Regions from separate parts of the Mus musculus genome. Here all the other regions are linked to region 4. A link is a contact called in public Hi-C and promoter capture Hi-C data. All regions are on one chromosome and are shown on one strand. The core of a region is the stretch at or near the end of the contact, and the rest is flanking DNA. Distances in the headings are between cores, read along the strand shown. Region 1 holds the start of Zfp677 (zinc finger protein 677). Region 2 holds the start of Zfp160 (zinc finger protein 160). Region 3 holds the start of Zfp51 (zinc finger protein 51). Region 4 holds the start of Lnpep (leucyl/cystinyl aminopeptidase). Region 5 holds the start of Zfp54 (zinc finger protein 54). Region 6 holds the start of Ppp2r1a (protein phosphatase 2, regulatory subunit A, alpha).

Region 1 (3,109 bases), core at 54-2,553, 3.8 Mb after region 4:
TAGACCTGGATGCTTCTAGCCTCTGTACAATCCAAGCTAGGCCTAGAATATATTCAGCTTCTGAGACTTGCTGCTGAATAATCTCAACCATTTTTAGTTTTTGTTTTTGTTTTTGTTTTTTTCTAATCTCTTGCTGGCTGGTTCTTCTCAGCTGTTCTGGCTCAAGCTCTTCTCCAAACTCACTGATTCAATCTAGCTTTCTCTCCTTCTTGGCCTCCACTGATTGCCTCTACTTGGCTTCACACTAATTTTGGGAATATGTTCTGATCTTCTGGCTCTTTCTCACTCTCTGGCTTGTTCTTTCTTCACCTGTGTGTAGCTTGTTCCCTCTTCAACCTGTCTCTGTAAAACTCTCCTGATAAAAACTGCCTCCTTCCTCTCTTACTGCCCCTTACATATCTTCTCTTTCCTCCCTCTTCTCATGAGAGTTGGGCATATCCTATTTTGTCAGATCTTTCTCTGATTTCTCACTATGTCTACCCACCAATTAGACATCACTTTCAGACAAGGGAGCTTCCTTCCACAAACTAACTTTACCTTCATTGTTTGGGATTAAAGGGGTGTACTAAGGGTGTGTTTGTATTCCAGCCAGAGGGATTAGTGTGTGTTAAGGGCAGAGCTACACGATAGCACAATCCCAGATTCACAGTGTGATCAAATATCCTGCAACACTTGGACAATATCTGAGGGGAAAAGTGTGCCTTTTAGTTTTCCTAGATTGACTGTGGCCTTGTGTGAAGCTAGTACTTGTAAGTACAGTTGTTGGTTACTGGTTACAATCATATGGAGTCTAGAGAATGGTCTTTCCTTTTCTTTCCCTTATTTCTTAACACCTCTTCTTCCTCAGTATTCCCAGACCTATAGATGAGCTGGTTTAACGTCTTTTTTTAGGACTAGAGCTATATGTACCTTACTTGTTTTCTGCATCTGGGACAAGGAAAATCTCTGGATCCACCAGAAATCTGTTTTACCTCACAGCACCTTTAGCATGAGTCACAGAAGACAAACTTGTTTCTGAATCAGTACTGACAAGACCACCATCTAGTGGAGAAAGCAGTACATCGCGGGATGAATTCAGCTCGGGACTAGTAGCAAAGGGCTGACCACTGACTTCCCTCAATCTTTTCAAAATCTAAGATACTGATATGACCCTCCCTAAGGCAAAAATGCCTTAAGGAAAGACAGCCAGGGCTGGGGTGAGAGGGACTGTCTTCCACGGGGACGGGCGGGGCCGCTCACCCGGAAATAGAAGGTGGATGTCCATTGGGTGGTGGTTGCGGAAGTGTATAGAGTGGGCGTGGTTAGAGGTGTGAAGTAAAAAGATGGTACACTGAGTGAGGCCAGACAAGTTGAGCTGAAAAGGCTAAGTCCAAATGGCGAGGGCCCATTACCTGAAGGAGCTGTAGGTCTGCATCGTGTGAGATCGAATGGTGCGGAGCTGAGTATAGAAGACACAGGTTGGGGTCCTGTGAGGACCCAAAAACTCCCCTATGCCGCAGATGCCTTGAACATCCTGGAGTCAGCAGTCTGTGGCTCAGCCGGGGAACCGTAGCCCGGCGGGTCTGGAACCTCCCAGGTCAGAGGAGCTGCGGGGCTGGGAAACTAGGGTCTTGGTGGTGGTTATCCGGGGGGCGGGGATACTGCCTGGCCCAGTAAGAGGGAGAAAAGAGAAAAGTTGAGTGGAGTCTACAAAAGTAATTAAGGAAAAGAAAGCCCCGTCCTTTCCTATGTTTGTGGGCGCCACGTGACCAGAACCGGGGTTGTAGTGGGCGGGTTTAGAAGAGCTTCTTTAAAGATCAGAGCCCCAGTGACAACAACAACAACAACAACAACAAAAGGAGACACAGTTTCCTGGCTGCAGCCTAGGAGAGTCAGCAGTGCAGCACAGGAAAAGACAGCCAATCGAACCTGGAGCTTCCCAAATGTTCTTATTAAATAACCTAGAATATTTGAATTTATCTGTTGATATTTCAAATGCAGTTCACTTTGTTTAGGTGAAAAGGACAAAGCTCTTGAAATTTACATTCATCCATCCTAACTCTCCTGTTACACCCAAGGACTTACTTGGTGACTTGGCATCCCTAGAGAGCGTTTATATACTAGTCATAAAAGCAATGGCTGCAAATATAATAGAATCCAAAAGTGTGCACTAACACAACTGTTCAAACTGTAGGTTGTTGTTTTGTTTTGTTTTGTTTTGTTGTTGATACTTGACAGTGGTGTGACTGTGAACTTCTTCCAGGAAAAGGTGGAATGCCTTCTGAAAGGTCAGAAGGTTTTTATATAGAGACTGGATACTGCAGAATTACAGCAATCTGGTTTTTGTACGTGAGAATACTTTGCTTGCTCTCTCCCTTATTCATCTTCAGGGTCCTGGAAAACAAGTGTGCATTGTGTGATCCCTGCATGACAAAGTCTTGCTTGGTTCATGCTATATTAAGAATCTCACAAGTGTATAGTGCTGTCATCACAATCATTGAGTTCCATTTCTTCCCGTCAGTTTTAACTGAGTTGTGATTGAATGTGGGCTTCCAGTTATGCTAAATGGAAATGAGTTCTAAATATTTATATCACTATAAAATCCTCTCTTTATCTACTGAGCACAGTACTGTAGTAGAAATCCATGTGCTTTCTGATGAATCTCGTTCTCATGTACATGGCTCACTGATCACCCACATCTGCTCACCTGTGTAGCAGAACAAGTGCCCTAGAACATTAGAGAGACAGGAGACAGTGGCTAAAGATCCAGGTATGTTGGAGGATTGGTGAAGGGATGGTAAGGGATTCCGGTAAATGTGGAAGTGGGACATAAAATCAGTTTTGCCACATTCTGTTTCACTAGAAATAATTTTGGAGACTTCCACTGAGAAAAATCTCCTCAGGATTATCCTATTGTAAAGATGAGAAGACTTTCTACAGAAGAACTGATCTTAGGAGGCAATAAACTTTTACTTGATTGTGCATGTGAGTGATGCTGTCCTTATTCCATGCACATCACTGATCCAGTCTACATTCATCAGTATTAAATGGTTTCCACTTCAGTGATTTTAATGTATTATAAAATGATGAAAATTAATACCTCTAGGTGTATTTATTGTTTTGTGATTGG
Region 2 (3,128 bases), core at 2-2,501, 3.4 Mb after region 4:
TGCAGAGAGGATGTCCAGACTCTGAGCAACTGCTTTCAATAGGATGAATAGCAAATGACTTTCTACTAACATAATGCATATATTAAAATGTTCAGCAGGAAGTAGTAGGGATCATGAGACAGTAGTGTAGGGTGAAATGATTACTATTCATTATATATTTAAAAGTATGTATCTGAAAGTACTTTGCAATGGTGAAGTACCAGGGAAACTCAGTGCATCTCATTATTCTATACTGGTGATAGTTTGTTGAATTCTATGTGTACTTCCTTTGGAAATGTTTGATGAACTGTAGATATGCTACATGGTGGAAATGAGAAGAAATATTTTTCATTAGCCATTCCTCAAATTATTCCCGCTGACCTTTGACAGTTACATCTGCAGACTGCTGTCACAAACATCCTTTAGAACACATGTACTTGTATGCAAGAGTTTGTTTCTATTTAAAGTAGATACAGTAAGAACTTTCAATGAGAATGCCAAAATAGCTTATATGCTGTTTCAAACTTTCAAGCCAAAAAGCACTTAAAATATTTTTAAATTGTTATTTTTATTACAAAGAGAAAAGTTGGCACTTAAAAAAAGAATCGATCTTCAATGCCAATCGTTCATGACCTTTGTGAATGCAATTCTCTTTTGTAACAGAAAATATAACTTTTAAAATAGGTAATTGTTTTTATATATAAAACTCTTCGAATTAAAAATAAAATCAATGCTTGCTTATATTCACCATCGTCCCCGACTCTCCTACCTATGCATGGTTACTGATTGACAATGCTCAGGAGCCCTGCTCCTTAGAGCTAGGAACCTGTGGGAGAATAAGGAGGGACTGAGAACTGTGCACCAAGAACACAACCTACTCTGAATCCCCTTGTAGAGCCAGACCCATGCCCACTTGTACTTGAGCACTATCCTACTCTCCAATGCATCCCCACACTCCCTTCTAGTCCATTATTTGGTTTGACCCTCCACCCCCACCCCGCTGTTTTCCGAAACAGTTCTAAGCCCTCACCACGCCATTCTCAGCATTCAGGTCCTCTCTAGCCCATAAACATTTCTTTAAATACTGTCCCCTCCAAGCAACAGTTTCCTGTTCCAAGTCCCACTAGCACGCAGTGGCCAGCATGCCCTAAAATTTCCTTCTCAGAGCAGCTTCCTTTCTAGGTACCGCCCCTTGTTAGCGTCAATCACTTGTTCTCTGGTCCCGCCTTATTTTACCCCGGATCTGACCGCGAATGCTGAATGCACTCCTGCGCAGCGACCCGGAAGCGGTTTTGCTCTGCATAAATTTTGTAGCTGGGTGAGTTTTCCCAGATTCTTTAGGCCGGTTGCTGGCACTCAGAACCCGGACCTCTGCCCTGGAGTCCCCATCTTGTGTGCAAAGCTCCACTCGGTGACGCGGAGAGCTGCGAGACTGAGGAAGTAGGAACGTGGGAGAGAGAGATGGCAGCGGAGCCAGGGGAGGGGATGGAGCCAGGAAGGAGCGGGGGCACGGATTCAAAAGCTTCAGCGGTCGGGGAGGAGACATGACTATCGTTTGTGCGGGCAGTGCCAGGTGATGCGGTACTAGAGAGTGCCGCGGGTGACAGAATAGCAGAGGAGCAGCTTGCCGCGGCGCCTGGTGGAAAGGAAAAAGAAAGCAGGGTCTGGAGATGCTGGCAAGAGTGGAGAGGAGGGTGAGAGAACAGCTAAACTGCCATAATGTGTGACAGAAAGAAAAGCAGGCGATGGAAGCGAAAGGGAAAGTATCTGGGGAGAACTTCCAAGACCAAGTTCTCAGACCAAGTTCTCAGCACAAAGATTTATTTGTCTTAGAGGTACAGAAGGCCCGGATAAAGGTCAGAGACAGGAGATAGAGGAAGAAGGGGAAGGGAACAAAGAAGAGGGCAGAAAGGGGCAAGAGAGAGGGGTTAGGAGTATTTGTCCAGAAGTGGGACAAATGACTGTTTCTAGATAGAGAGGAGACAGATGTGACCCATAGGCAAATGGCGGCTTATAGAGGTAAAATGAGAATCCCCTTATTAGGACGAGGTGTTTAGCTGGCACATTAATTAGGTGAGCCAGAGGTGCCTTTCGGTTGCCAGACTTCAATGCTTTGATAGCTGGGCCTTCATAGTAAGTGTCAGGAGGAGGAATTGGCCAAATAAAGGAATAGACTTTGGGTGTAGCTTTAGGAATGTAATCTGAGAGTTTTTAGCAAGGCAGAGAGAGGAAAGGGGCAAGGCCTACCAGAGTCATGGTCACCATGCTGGAGCTGGCAAAGTCCCTTCAGAAAGTGTGAATAAGATAGTGCAGAATGAGGGAGGGGCAGGCTGGATAAAGCAGAAGTTGATGGAATAGTAAGGTTATTATTACTGAGCTTGTCTTTGTTGTTGAAATAAAAAAACCCTTAATTTTTGTTTGAATTTTAGTGGTATGGAAGAGAGTTGCAAAACTTGATCTGATGGGCATTAACTGGTATTGTGTTAGGCATGGTGGCACAGATCAGTAATGCCAGCATGTGGGAAGAAAGCTGGGGTAGGAAAATGGAGACTTTAAAGGTGGCGTGGAATACTAAGACAAATAACTAAGACACTTTCTCAATGAATAAATACTGTTGGTGTTTACTGATCCTTTATAGTCCTTATACAGCCAGAACTAATGTGAGATTTTTTAGACAGTGTCACCCTTCTTTGACAGGGGTAATGTGTGGAGGAGCTGTGGGATTCTTCTAACCCCCTAACACTTAACTTTTAGCATAGAATGTGTTGCCTCCGGTCACAGTAAATGTGTGATGTTTTTTCTCCTTCAGGCACCAACTTAAGTACTTTAACTCATATCTTTTTTATTATTATTATTTTATAGACATTTTTATGAGATATTTTCTTTATTTACATTTCAAATGTTATCCCCTTTCTTAGTTTCCCCTCCGAAAATCCCCTATCTCCTCTCCCCTTCCCTTGCTCCCCAACCCACCTACTCCTGCTTCCTGTCCCTGGCATTCCCCTATACTGTGGCATAGAAGCTTCCCAGGACCAAGGGCCTCTTCTTCACACATGGTGGGACTCATGGCTCTAGCTATTTATTTAACTCATATCTTGCTCACTTCAAACGCCACCGTTTCTCACCACTGTACCCTTTCACTTCCAAGT
Region 3 (3,044 bases), core at 452-2,951, 3.8 Mb after region 4:
GTAATTTAAAAACAACTTTGAGGGGCTCAGGAGATGGCTCAGAGGTTAAGAGCACTGTGTAGCCTTCCAGAGATCCTGAGTTCAATTCCCAACAATCACATCATGACTCACAACCATCTGTAATGGGATCCAATGCCCTCTCCTGGTATGCAGGTGTACATGTAGATAGAGCACTCATGTAAAAGAAATAAATATGTTTCTTTTAAAAAAATGTTTTTTGAACTGGGCATGGTAGCACACTTCATTAATAATTGTGTTACACAAAGAAAACCTTTCTCAAATGAATGAGTGAGTGAATGAATGACCTCCCCCAAGTTTTCTATTATTAGCTATTTCACACTTGCATATTGCATTTGTATGTCCACATCAAGTATTGCCCAATATTTTGGTATACTTTTGATATAAAGTACATATTCCACTCCTAAAACTCTGCTCTTCTGATTTACAATTCCAACAAACCTCTCGATTGTGTTCATCTCTATTCATATTGCCAGGGACCCAGTAAGATAGGAGCTATGTGTTGGAGCCTGATGTGCTCAGCACAAGATGACAACTAAAGGTAGTGATTATTCTCCTACAATCTATCCATAGCCAACCTCTGGGAGGTAAAGTGAGCTGTTCCAGTTCCTAGAATGACTGTGGTCTTGTGTGAGGCCAGTGAACATAAAGACAGCTGCTGTTGGTTACTGATTACAATAATTGTATGGAGTCTAGAGAATAGTGTGTCTTAGCCCATCCTCTCCTCTTTTCCTTCTTATATCCTAACCACCTCTTCTTTGGTGTTCACCAAGCTAGATGAACTAACTAGTAACTGACTATATTAAGACTAGAACCATATACCTTATTTTTTGCATCTGTGCAAGTTAAGGTCTCTGCATTCAACACTCCAGAAAAAAGGGAGGGAGGGAGGGAGGGAGGAAGAGAGAAAGAGATAAATAGATAAATAAATAAATAAATAAATAGAGGGGTGGAAGGAAGGGAGGAGAGAAGGAAGGAAGGAAGGAAGGAAGGAAGGAAGGAAGAAAGAAAGAAAGAAAGAAAGAAAGAAAGAAAGAAAGAAAGAAAGAAAGAAAGAAAGAAAGAAAGAAAGAAAGAAAGAATTGGTTTTTCTCACTTTAAGCATAAATCACAAGACTAACTCCTTTCTGAGTTAGTAAAATGACAGACCGCCATCTAGTGGTAACATCAGTACAGCACAGGATGAATTCGGCCCTGGGCGGATAGCAAAGAGCCACTGAATTCTTGAGACACCTATTTCTTTTCAAATTCCAAGTTCTTTAAAAGTCTCTCCCAAGTCAAAATTTTAGGATTTGCTTTTGGCTTCTCATGTTTGTGTTTTGGGGATGGGACTTGGGCTTCTGAATTTAGCCTGTGTTGTTGTTGTTTGGTACAAAGTATGTATTCCAGCGGCTGGAAGTCCAGGAGGTGTTAGGCTTCCGGTCATTTATCTAAATGGTTCTGAACTCACTATGGGGGTCAGATATCGGGGTGCAAAGTCCTACCAGATCCACTTCTGGTCTAGCTAGCAGCAAGCATGAGGGGAGGCTGGGCGAGCTGACAGCTGGGCCTGTGTGGAAGGCAGCCAGAGACAAAGTGGGAGGGACGGGTCTCCGCGGGGCAGGGCCACTCACCCGGAAACGGAGGGTGCAAGCACATTGGACGTTACCAGGAAGTGTAGAAAAGTGTTGAGTGGGAGGAGTTAGAGGAGTGACGTGAGCGGAAGCTGGGAAACTAGGTGAGTGAAGCCAGGTAAGTTGAGAACCAAAGCCAAAAGTGTTAACGACCTGTTCACGTCCAGAGCTCACGGCCCTGCACCGTAGGGAATCGCGTAGTGTAGACCTGGGATAGCAGAACGGGGAGGAATTTAGGGGAAGGTAAAACGCCGGCCAGCCGTGTGCCGCGCGGGGCATCTTGGGAGAGTCAGCAGCACAGCAGCTGGAACCATAGCTCAGAAACCTCCCAAGTCAAAGGAGCTACGGGGCTGGGAAGGGGCCGGAAGAGAGCAGGGCGTGATCAGTTTTTCTGGTGTTCATAAGTAAGCTGGCTCGATATATTTTAGTGCATATAAACTGAAATAATCCTGATGTGTTTTTCATTGACCAAATGATTGCCAAAATATTCAAAATAGTAGAATAGTAGAATATTTTAGTTTATCTACTGAAGTTTGCAAACCAGTTCTCTTTGTTGAGATAAAGGATAAAGCTCTTTAAATTTACTTACATCCATGCTAACTCCACTGTTATACCCAGGACATACTTGGTGACTTAACATCCCCAGAGAGCTTTTAGCTATTACTCATGAAAGGAATGGCTGGAAATGTAACTGAATCTCAGCGTATATTTGTTGCGAGTTTCGTAGATATAGTTGTAAATATAACTAGAAGTGATTGTCATCACTTCTTCCTCTCCTTCTAGTCTCTCACTCCTCCACTACCTTCCTCCCCCTATCCTACACCTTCCTCTCTTTATCCTCAGAGAAGGGAAAGCCTCCTGTGGATATCCACCCTCCTTGGCATATCAAGATGCAGTGGGATTAGGCACTGCACTGAGGCTATTGAGGCTAGACAAGGCAGCCCAGTTAGGGAAAGGGGATCCAAAGGCAGTCAACAGAGTCAGAGACAGCCTCTGCTCCAGTTGTTAGGGGACCAACATGATAACCAAGTTGCACATCTGCTACAGTTCACAGTTAGAAAGGACATTATAAACCAGTTTTTAATCCTTTAATCCCTGTATCCTATAACCCTTTAATCCTTTAATCACAAGCCTTTAATGCCTACACTTAGGAAACTGAGGCAATTGGATCTGGGAGTTCCTTGCCACCCTGGTACATAAAGGGAGTTTAAGGACAGCTAGAACCACAGAGAAATGTCAGTGGGAAGAGGGAGAAGGAAAAGGAAAAAAGAAATAAAACAGAAAAGGTATTATATTGTATATGATGGTACTATAAATCATCTTTCAAATAATTACTTTAGCTCTTCTATATCAGAAAAAAGACAGCAAAAGTATTTTGTCTCCTTAGTTCTAGAAAACCACTTTGTCCATGAA
Region 4 (3,056 bases), core at 432-2,931:
GGTCTTCCCAAATGAGACAGTTTGTAAATATATCTAAAGGAGGATATTCTATGGGAGGAGAAAAGATTTTAACTTTATGGTGTGAAAATGTACTTTAATTATGTAGGGGGGAAGTTCAACAAATCAACCAGGGAAAAACCTGACTAAATAAATGACTCATTCTTGTTTTCAATTGGGTAAGATTTCATAATTAAAAATCTTACCTACATATTTAAAACAAGGAGGCTCCAATAATTCTGCCTAGAAGGAAGAAAACGTCTTGGAAAATTTTATACCTCTTTTAAGCACATTTTACACTCAAATCCTAGATGGTCTCTATGGTGCCTTTCAGTTCAAATCTTCCTTAATTCTCTGAGTAAGTTTACCAGACTATTCTTAGAAACTTGGTAATTACAAATAGAACACATATGAGAAAGAAATTTGGAGTTAAAGCTGTCATTACTAAGCCTAATTAAACACTGCAGACAGAAAGATGGCAGGAGAATAAAGCATCCCGAATTAGGGAAAAGGAGAACATAATGAGTAGGTCACAGCTCCAGCGATGTGGTAAACAATGTTAAAGAACACAACAAAGTCCAGCCTAGGCATTAGAGTGGATAGAGTGGGTGTCCCCTCCCCCTTCCCAGTTCCTTAAGTGGCATGCGACCCCCCTCCCAACAATAATATGCTTCTCTCCCATTAATCTGACTTTCTACCTACCTGAAGTAACCAACCACACTGGAAACACATGCCAAGTAGAAAGTGGATCCTCTAATCTCATTAAGCCCTACCCTTTATTAGCAGTTTTCCTACTTTCCATCCTAAAGTGGAATCCATATATTTAAACACCATAAAATGGTGAGACATCATCTCACCTCTATATTGAGACTCAAGCACTACAAGCCCAGACAAAAGCCATGAAGTAAAGGGCCGTGGCTATTTTCTGGACACAGACTGCTTTGACTTTCACACACACACACCCATGCCACCTTATGATATAAGCCCAACAAGGGCCATTGATATTCAATGGATCTCTAACTAGAAGATCAAACATCACTAGCTGGTAAAAAGAAGTTTGGTCGACCTGCGGAGCAGCGGTAGGCAGACGGGTGGCAATGCGGGGCGGCATCTTCGCCACACCGAGCAGTACTAGCCAGCCCCCGGTAAGTTTCCTTCCCTGCAGTGCACTAAATCACGCTGCCAGCCGCGGCCCCACCCCGCCCTGTTACGGAAAGGCATGCGGACAGCTCGGTGAAGGACGGGCGGACAGCTCCAGGCTCCCCGCACGAGTAGGCTTTCGCCGGGGCCGCAGCTTCTCCTGGCCGCGGCCGCTTCCCCCAGGACCAACGCCGTTGCCAACTTTGCCGCCGCCCCCTCCACCGCGCAAGCATCCCAAACTTTGCCGACTACCTCACCTGGAGGTTCGGGGCTGGCCCCCGGGAGAGGGCTGACCTTCACGCCTGCCCCAGCCGACCCTGGCCCCTCTGCCGCCCCCCGGCCCGCCTGGGAAACCCTTGGCAGGGATGCCTGCAGCCTGACCCCCTTGCCACATCTGACCCTCTGGACCCTGAGAGCCCGGGAATCCGCGACTCGGGCTAGCCACTCACCATTGGTAAAGGACTCCATCTTCGCCCCGCCGCGGGTCCTTACCAGCCCAGCGCCCCAAGCTTCCTACTCCGAGAGCCGAAGCGGTCCTGACGACTGAGCATGCCCAGCAAAGGCCTCCGAGGGCTGCCGGGGAGGTGCGGCGAGGGGCGGCGCCGCTCCGCCGCACGGCAACAACACCTTCGTTCCGGGTTTTCGCAACTGCTGCAAAAGACCCACTGAGGCGTGGACGCTAAGCATCGCTCAACCCTAGGCCCACTCCGCCCAGGGGCGGCGGGGAGGAGCGCAGTGCTGGGGCGGGGCTTAGAGCCCCACCCCCGGAGCTCACTTCTAGCCGCCGCGCTGTCTGTGCCGCAGAGCTGTAGTACCCCGGTTCAGACAACTGGTACACCTACTACTGCATCCGGCCGTGTTTCGGGTGCGGCCACCCCAGTACTGAGCCCGGAAATGCGGCCGGTGATGCTGTCGCCAGAGGGGTTGTCGCCCTTCGCGTTCTGAAAGCAAGACAAGGCCCAGGGTGGGTCGGCCTCTACGCTGGGCTAGCCCGGGGCGGCGCTCTTCTTAACCGCCGGAGCAAGCCCTGCGGCGGTGGTCGGCCCGACTTCCCTCCTTTAGCAGAACGCCCTGCAGCAGCTGCTGCTGCAGCAAAGCCGGAGGCCAGAGGAAGGGAGGGGCCCGGGAGTCGATCGGTGCCCTTTGCTTAGGGCTGGGCTTAGAACTGCGAGCAGATCTCAAAACCCGGAGCGGGGTGTAGGAGAACGGACCGTGCGCGCAGAGGTTGTGTGCAGAGAGGCCCGCCTGCCTAGTCCTGTCCTTACTCGACACCAGCAGTTGGCTGCTCCCAGCCTTCAGGGTACACGGCCTGATTCCGCGGGGCTAGACCGGAGGGAGCCAAGTTCCCCCTTCCCCTAGTACTCGCGCCTTTGCCTCGGGCCCCATTGTTTCCGGTGCCAAATCGGGGCGGTCCCCGGCAGCCTACGAGACACGTAGAGACCGCGTTAGCTCCTGCTAGCTCCTGTTTCTCCAACTGCCGGAAGTCAACACCCCGCGAAGAGGCTCCCCCATCCCTCCCAACCGCAGCCACAGCTCCTCTTTCCTCCCCACTCACTGCTTCGTCCCCTGCGGCGACTTGGCTAGGCCTTGGCCTCACTGCGCGAGCCAACTGTCACACACTCCTCCTCCCAGGCTGTCAACCCGTGCAAACAAAATCTAAACCTGTACAAATATCCTGGGCGAAAGAGGAGAAAGGGATGATGTTCGATCGATAAGGAAATTCTACGTTCAAAGAAGTAAACCCGAAGTGCAGTGTTTTTAAGAGGTCGATTGTATTACATCCACTACGTTCCACTCCTGTTTTACAACGCCCTGTGAAAACCAACTGTACTTGGAGTAACCACTAAACTCCTTACCTAACTCTGGGACCTCATTAACATTCTCGCCCTTTAATGGCCCCGAAGCTTTCATAAGGCTCC
Region 5 (3,269 bases), core at 298-2,797, 3.8 Mb after region 4:
CCACACCTTCTACTAGAGGGCTACATAAGGACACTGGAAGAAGGAAGATTCACTCTTCTTCAACCACTCACCAGCATATCTGTTGAAACCTACTTCCATAGAAGACCAGCTTAAACAACTAGCTTCATGGGACTGAGCAACTATTAGAATCTTGGACTTCCCATTCACAGCTTCCCATTGTTGGGTTAGTTGGACTACAGACTGTAAGTCATTACAATAAATCCCCTTAATGTATATAGAGATATTCCATAAGTTATGTGACTCTAGAGAATCCTAACTAAGACACAAGTTGGTACCAGGATTGGTTCTAGAGGAGCAGAAGTATAAGAATGAATGTCTTAAGAATCTGGAATCCGTTTAATAATTTGTCAGCATCTTCTAATTCACTAGGCACCTTCAACTCCTGAAATTTCTCCAGATACTTTCTCCCCTGGGAGCTTGGAGAATATAGGAGGCCAGTGGTGGAAACTATATGCAAATGCCTTTGATTATCTTGATTCATCAACTGTGACTGGTGTGAATTAGGTGACCCTGTACACGAAGTTTTCTACAATTTGGAGGGAAATAAGAAAACTGATTTGCCTGGCTTGTTGCTCTTAGTATCTCTGGACAAAAACTGGCGAGAGGGGCAACAGCACATTTGAAGAGTTTTGTTCTTGCCCTTTTCCTTGTGCCAGACCTTAGGGTTGGAGATACTGCTACTCAATTGAATGAATTAAATGTAATGGATTTAATTTTGCCCCAAGGTAACAAAGGCCAGGTGGCAGCATCGAATCACCAGAGACAAGGTGATCATAGTTATTATAGTGGGCAATGTAGACAAAACATTCATAATGACCTACCCCATAATGATCACAACTCTGCATTGTGATTACTGTAGTTTTTTACAGTGGTCTCTGTAGTAGAGAAAAGTTTCTTGATAAGGGGTGAAGACTAAGCTTATTCGTGGGCAGGAGAGAAAATGTTTAGTTTATTCTTTGGGATTATGCTGGGTTAGTACAGTCTGTTTTATCTCAAAGCACTTTTATCTTGAGTCACAGAAGACAAACTCCTCTCTGAATTAGGAAAATGGCAAGACCACCATCTAGTGGTGAAAGCCATGCAGCTCAAGATAAATTCACTGACTTCTTGAGACACCTATTTCTTTTCAAAATCCAAGTTCTTTAAATGTCTCTCCGCAAGTCAAATTTTCAGGATTTGGTTTTGACTTGTCATTTTTGTGTGTTGGGATTGTTTGGGATAAGTTTGTCGCTCACGGGCTGGTAGTCAAGTCGAGGTGTAAGGCTATCTTTTATCTGAAGGGTTCAGAACTCAGTATGGTGGTCAGATATCCGGGTGCAGCGTCCTGTCAGATCCAGTTCTAGTCTACGCTGACAGCAAACTTGTGGGGAGTCTGTGGAGAGCGGGTTCAGAGAAGCTTGACAGCTGGAACTGTGTGGACCGCAGCCTGAGACTGATAGGGAGGGACCTGTCTCCGGGGGGGTGGGGCCACTCACCGGAAACAGCCGTTGGGGACAGTATATGGGTGTGGAGGAAGTGTGTTGTGTGGAGGAAGTGTGTTGAATGGAGCTGGGATTAGAGGAGTGGCGTGATAGCTGGGACTGTTCTTTAGTGAACCTAGGTAAGTTGACTGAGGAGCCAAACCCAAAAGTGGCAAGGACGTCTTCCTCGAGGAACTCGCTGGCATGCACCGTGGAGAATCTTGTGATGCAGACCTGGAGTCAGAGGATACAAGAAGGGTTTCAAGGGGACGCAAAAAACTACCCTGAGCCTCAGGTGCCGCGCGGGGCATCCTGGGAGAGTCAGCAGGCAGCAGCCCAACCGGTGGAACCACAGCCCAGTGGGGGAGGGCTGTAACCTACCAGGTTAGAGGAGCTAAGGGGCTGGGAAAGGGAAGGAATCAGACAGGGGTGAGATATTTCCTCGGCTACTCATAAAAATGACAGCTCTCAAAATTCTGCTCTTCATGTCTTGCCCTTGCCCATAGATTTTAGACCATACTAAGTTGATGAATACTGATTTTTTTTCCATTTATTCTCTTGGCAAATTTTTCTTATAGAAGTACTCTAGTGGAGTATTTGAAACTATCTGTTAATATTGGCAAACGTGTTTGGTTTGGTTGTTGTTTTTGTTTTGTTCTTGTTATTTTGCTATGATAGAAAGGACAACGCTCCTGAAATTTACATTAGTCCACACTAATTTCTTTGTATACCTGGGAACTTGGCACCTACGGAGAGGTTTTAACTATCAGTAATGAAAGGAACATGTAAGGAATTTTTAAGAGCAAGGGCATCTTTGCAGTCAGGAGCAAAAGCAATACAACAAAGTCACACCACACAACAAACATCGTGCAAGAGATATATTGCAGATAAACAGAATGGCAGCTACTCTGAAAGGGAAGAGAGTTGGAAGGCTAGGCAGAGGGATGGGTGTTTATAGTGTCTTTGGAGCATGTGAAATGACGTACTGGAAAAGAACAGTGGGTCCTGAAGTATTGCTTGGTCATTAAAGCTGGAACAATGTAATCTGTTAACACTGAGTAATGAAGGGATTTCCAGGTTTTAAGGCCCTGGAGGCACTGAAATGACTAGCCTCCCCTCCTACCCCAGCATCATCCCCAGGTTTCTCTTAGGGCCATAACTGCCATTTCCAGCCCCTTGGGTCAGAAAGTGGCCAAGCTGCTGTCCTAAAGAGAAAGAGAGAGAGAGAGAAAAAAAAAGTCCATGATCAAGCTACAAAGGCTTCCATCATTTTCAGTTCATGATAAGTTCAGAACTTTATTAGTGTATATTATTCTCATTCCAATCATCCAGTTTCATTTCTACCCATAAGTTTTCAAGAAGCTGTGATTGGAAGTGAGGTTCACGCTAGACTAACTGAAAATGTTTTCTAAATATTTTTCAATATTCTGACACTGAATGGCATTTGGGGGATCATTGTACAGTCTTCAGTTTTGTTCCTCTTTATTGACTGAGCACAGTACTGTGCTAGGAATCCAAGTACAGGCTCACTGATCATCCAGATCAGCTCACCTGTGGAACAGAACACAGACCTGGAAGGTGGACAGGGAGGAGACAGTAGCTAAGGATCCAGGTATGTTGGGGGATTGGTCAAGGGAAGGCAAGGGGTTCAGGTAAATGTGGAAGTGGGCCATGAGATCAGTTTTGCCACATTCTGTTTCACTAGAAATAATTCTAGAGACTTCCACTGAGAAAAATCTCCTCAGGATTATCCTAATATAGAGATGAGAAGACTTTCTACAGAAGAAT
Region 6 (3,208 bases), core at 567-3,066, 3.3 Mb after region 4:
TTAATCATAAATATGACTATGTCAATGTCACTAAAAATTTAGTGTTTTTCAGCATAAGAGATAAAGGATACAAATTTAAAATCAAAAAAGTAAATAAAACCTTATTTTTTAGTTTTCATAATTCACATAAATTGATTAGAAATGCCAGTAAGCCCATTACCAATCACAACCTAGTACTAATTAATTAAACTTACCCTCTTCTTGTACTTGTTAAGAAATCCAGTGCTTCCTACAATGTTTAACCTAGGGCAGTTCAAAGTAAGACTAGAAAACTTTACTATATCTGAAAGGAGAGGAGACAGGCAAGAGGATGTTTTTTCCAAAAGATCTGTTAAATCAAAAATGGTCCAAGAAGGCACTGTTTGGAATTCCTCTCCATAGCCTCTCCTGAGTTCCCCAGTTTTCTGTTGATTGGTTTCAGAAACACATAAAGTACAGTATAGAAGAGTTCATATAAAGGAAAGAAACTGAAGAATGGCCAGAGAGATCATAAAAGAAAATACACTCACAAAGAATAGACAATGGTACCATTGTGCCAAACTCTTTTAGTGAGGTAGCGTATAAACTGAAGTTTCTAAGCCAGACCATTTGGATTAACTCTTATGGGATGAGGCAATGGTATGGCTGTCTTTTGAGGGTTACACCATAGACCTTTGACTGGCCCGGAGGTCACTATGTAGACCAAGATGATGTCAATCTCAGAAAGATGACAAGTTTTTGCTTCCTGAGTTTCATGATTGAAAGCATGTGCACTTTCACACATGGCTATGCCTTCTGTTCGTTATCACAAGACCAAGTGTTTCCTATTCAGGGCCAGAGATATGTGATCTGCATCATTACTTAGGAACGCCTACTCTCTGTGAGGGGGGGGGGGTTGTTTGTTTGTTTGTTTGTTTATTTCCACTCTCTGTGAGGGTGCTTTCTCAATTTTCTCTCTAATTGGAGAGGAAGAAGGGGGAAGGGAGGAATGGAGGTGTGGGGGGGAGGATGATGGAGGAGGGGAGAGGCGAGGGGAGTCGAAAGGAGAAAACAAAAATCAAGTATAGAAATAGCCACGCTTTAACAACCTTGATAGCATCTAACAACCCCGCTATGCCCACCTTCTTCCCTTTCATATTTTCAACCTTAAGGAGAAAGGATTGTGATAGTTTTATATTCGCCTTCTAAGTGAATCACAGCGCCCAAGCTCATTATGAGGCAGAGGTCCATCCTCAAAAAACTTTCGACCTTGTTCATTTTTTACTAGCTACCTAGAAGCTCCCCGGCAGGATGAAGACTCGCTCTGGCCGCTCTATTTCTTCCGGGTAAGGGGGGTGGGTAATAAAGCCTTGAACGCCAAGAGCCCCAGAACCGCATCCTAGAAACCAAGCAAGGCAAATCTCCCTACTTAGGAGTCCCTCCTTTACAGAGACCGGTATAGCAGAACCAGACAAGCATGTCCTTCATTACGTCACGCATAGCTCCCAAGACTCCAGCTTAAGTCTTCTCCGCCTCTCCCCAAGGGGCCATCTTAGCCACCTCCCACCCTCGACTCTCATTGGCAGCTAGACCTGCTTGTTCCCGTGGTTGCTAGCAGCGACGTAGGCGGGCACAATCTTGGTCACTAAGATACTTCACTTCCGGTTCCTCTCGTCCTTCGGGAAAAACATCTCATTCGTCCGGCCAATGGTGAATGAGAAGTAGGCGGGACTTGGTTGGTTCAGACCAAACAGACGCGAGCTTGTGCGGCAATGGCGGCGGGACGGCCCCTGTAGGGCGGCTCGGGCGCCCCCACGTCCGCTTTGCGTCCTTTCCCCGGCACCGCCCCGCCCGATCCCGGATTCCGCCTGGAGCTCGCTGCTGCCTGATAGAAACGCCAGGGAGCCAAGATGGCAGCTGCCGACGGTGACGATTCGCTCTATCCTATTGCGGTGCTCATAGATGAACTCCGCAATGAGGACGTTCAGGTACGGGGATCCTTCCGTTAGAGTGTGTGGGGGAGATCGGGGACGGGGATCTTCGCGGAATGTGGGAGCGATGGCTCCGGGTTCTCCGGGAGTGGCGGAAAGCAGCGGCAGCCAATCAGAATTCAGGTCTCATCTTTCTTAATAGCAAGGTTCGATGAGATGGCAGCCTTCATTGGGTGCCCGGCCAAGCGGAGGGCAAGCCTCGAGGGTCCTACCTGAGTGCGCGCGGCCGCCCCAGATCTGGGCCTGGGCGGCCCGAGATAGGGTGGCGGTCTTGTTGCCGCCTGCCAGTCGGTGATTGGCGGCGGACTCAGAATGGCTCTTTGTAGAGAATCGGCGGGGGCGCGTGACCTGCTGAGTAGAAACCCTCAGGGGTCCTGGCGACCCGGGTAGAGTTCCCATTGCTTTTAATGTTTTCGTTTTAACTGGAAGGAGTGGGGACTGATATTGGGATTGGGGACTGATACCGAGATTTCTGTCCATTCTTCACCGACCTCCACCTTGTATTTTGGGTTAGCTCTCCTGAAGGAGGAGGAAGGAGGCGGTGAAAGTATCCTCTCCTGAGATTTAACTAGCCGTAGCTGGGGTGGGTAACGTGCACAGACCCACCTGTTCTCCGACCTGGTCCCAAGCCGGCCTGCCAAGAGAGTTGATAGTTCTGGTTCATGGGAGAAGAATGAGCCAGGACCCCAGAGTTGTCGGACTGCTTTGGATTTGAAAAAGAGGTCAGACCTCAAGGCCGCATCCTCTCACCTGAGGATGACCTTGTGTGCACATTATTTCATCGCCCCTGGCTTCTGTTTTCTACAAATAGCGGCTAATAATAGTCCTGGTTTCCCTCGGTGGCCGAGGAAAAGTAGTAAAATGAAACTGGCTGTATGTAAAGGCTCTATAAATGTTAGCAATTATTTTGGGGGTGTGGCTATTGTGGCACTGTGCTACAGCCCTCTGCTTTTCCTTTTATATAGAATTGTTCATGCTGCACTCAGTCACCTTCCTGAACCTGGGCCTATCCTCTAAGTCTTACGTATTTATGTGTGACTCTGGTTCCATTGTTGGCAAGACTGGATTTGTACTCCTGGATCTTGCAATTTTTGCAAATTGACTCAGGCAGTCTGTGTTTCTCTTCTGTTAAATGGGAATAATAATCTGGTTTTGGGTATACTGAATGAATTTATTTGCATATGTTCTGTAAACACATGCAAAGCATGAGGAATGTTATTGGGTCATAAAGGAGACCAGAGCTTGGTATAGTGGTGCAT

Evidence for each region. Promoter capture Hi-C pulls out the DNA fragments that hold promoters and counts their contacts. Hi-C and Micro-C count contacts between places; a contact is called where the count stands out from the background.
Region 1: a contact with region 4 is called in a promoter capture Hi-C map of pre-B cells. The contact joins the promoter of Zfp677 here to the promoter of Lnpep in region 4. A contact is called at or near these places in 3 of 39 promoter capture datasets (cranial neural crest, maxillary cranial neural crest and pre-B cells).
Region 2: a Hi-C map of liver shows a contact between it and region 4, with 3 times the contacts expected there. The contact joins the promoter of Zfp160 here to the promoter of Lnpep in region 4. A contact is called at or near these places in 3 of 39 promoter capture datasets (cranial neural crest, maxillary cranial neural crest and pre-B cells) and 1 of 484 Hi-C or Micro-C datasets (liver).
Region 3: a Hi-C map of B cells shows a contact between it and region 4, with 5 read pairs. The contact joins the promoter of Zfp51 here to the promoter of Lnpep in region 4. A contact is called at or near these places in 3 of 39 promoter capture datasets (cranial neural crest, frontonasal cranial neural crest and pre-B cells) and 1 of 484 Hi-C or Micro-C datasets (B cells).
Region 5: a contact with region 4 is called in a promoter capture Hi-C map of pre-B cells. The contact joins the promoter of Zfp54 here to the promoter of Lnpep in region 4. A contact is called at or near these places in 3 of 39 promoter capture datasets (cranial neural crest, frontonasal cranial neural crest and pre-B cells).
Region 6: a contact with region 4 is called in a Hi-C map of regulatory T cells, with 5 times the contacts expected there. The contact joins the promoter of Ppp2r1a here to the promoter of Lnpep in region 4. A contact is called at or near these places in 2 of 39 promoter capture datasets (pre-B cells and second pharyngeal arch cranial neural crest) and 3 of 484 Hi-C or Micro-C datasets (CD4 T cells, forebrain and regulatory T cells).

Annotation. Positions count from the first base shown.
Region 1 is chr17:21,382,445-21,385,553 of GRCm38.p6, forward strand. It overlaps Zfp677 (zinc finger protein 677), which reads left to right and starts at 1,304. Exons shown (of 4, transcript NM_172486.2): 1 at 1,304-1,576.
Region 2 is chr17:21,007,690-21,010,817 of GRCm38.p6, forward strand. Zfp160 (zinc finger protein 160) reads left to right here and starts at 1,252. Exons shown (of 5, transcript NM_145483.2): 1 at 1,252-1,297.
Region 3 is chr17:21,448,673-21,451,716 of GRCm38.p6, forward strand. Zfp51 (zinc finger protein 51) reads left to right here and starts at 1,702. Exons shown (of 5, transcript NM_009558.4): 1 at 1,702-1,749.
Region 4 is chr17:17,622,808-17,625,863 of GRCm38.p6, forward strand. It overlaps Lnpep (leucyl/cystinyl aminopeptidase), which reads right to left and starts at 1,682. Exons shown (of 18, transcript NM_172827.3): 1 at 1,587-1,682. The coding sequence starts at 1,605.
Region 5 is chr17:21,421,697-21,424,965 of GRCm38.p6, forward strand. It overlaps Zfp54 (zinc finger protein 54), which reads left to right and starts at 1,548. Exons shown (of 5, transcript NM_001379357.1): 1 at 1,548-1,621.
Region 6 is chr17:20,943,638-20,946,845 of GRCm38.p6, forward strand. It overlaps Ppp2r1a (protein phosphatase 2, regulatory subunit A, alpha), which reads left to right and starts at 1,817. Exons shown (of 15, transcript NM_016891.3): 1 at 1,817-1,946. The coding sequence starts at 1,869.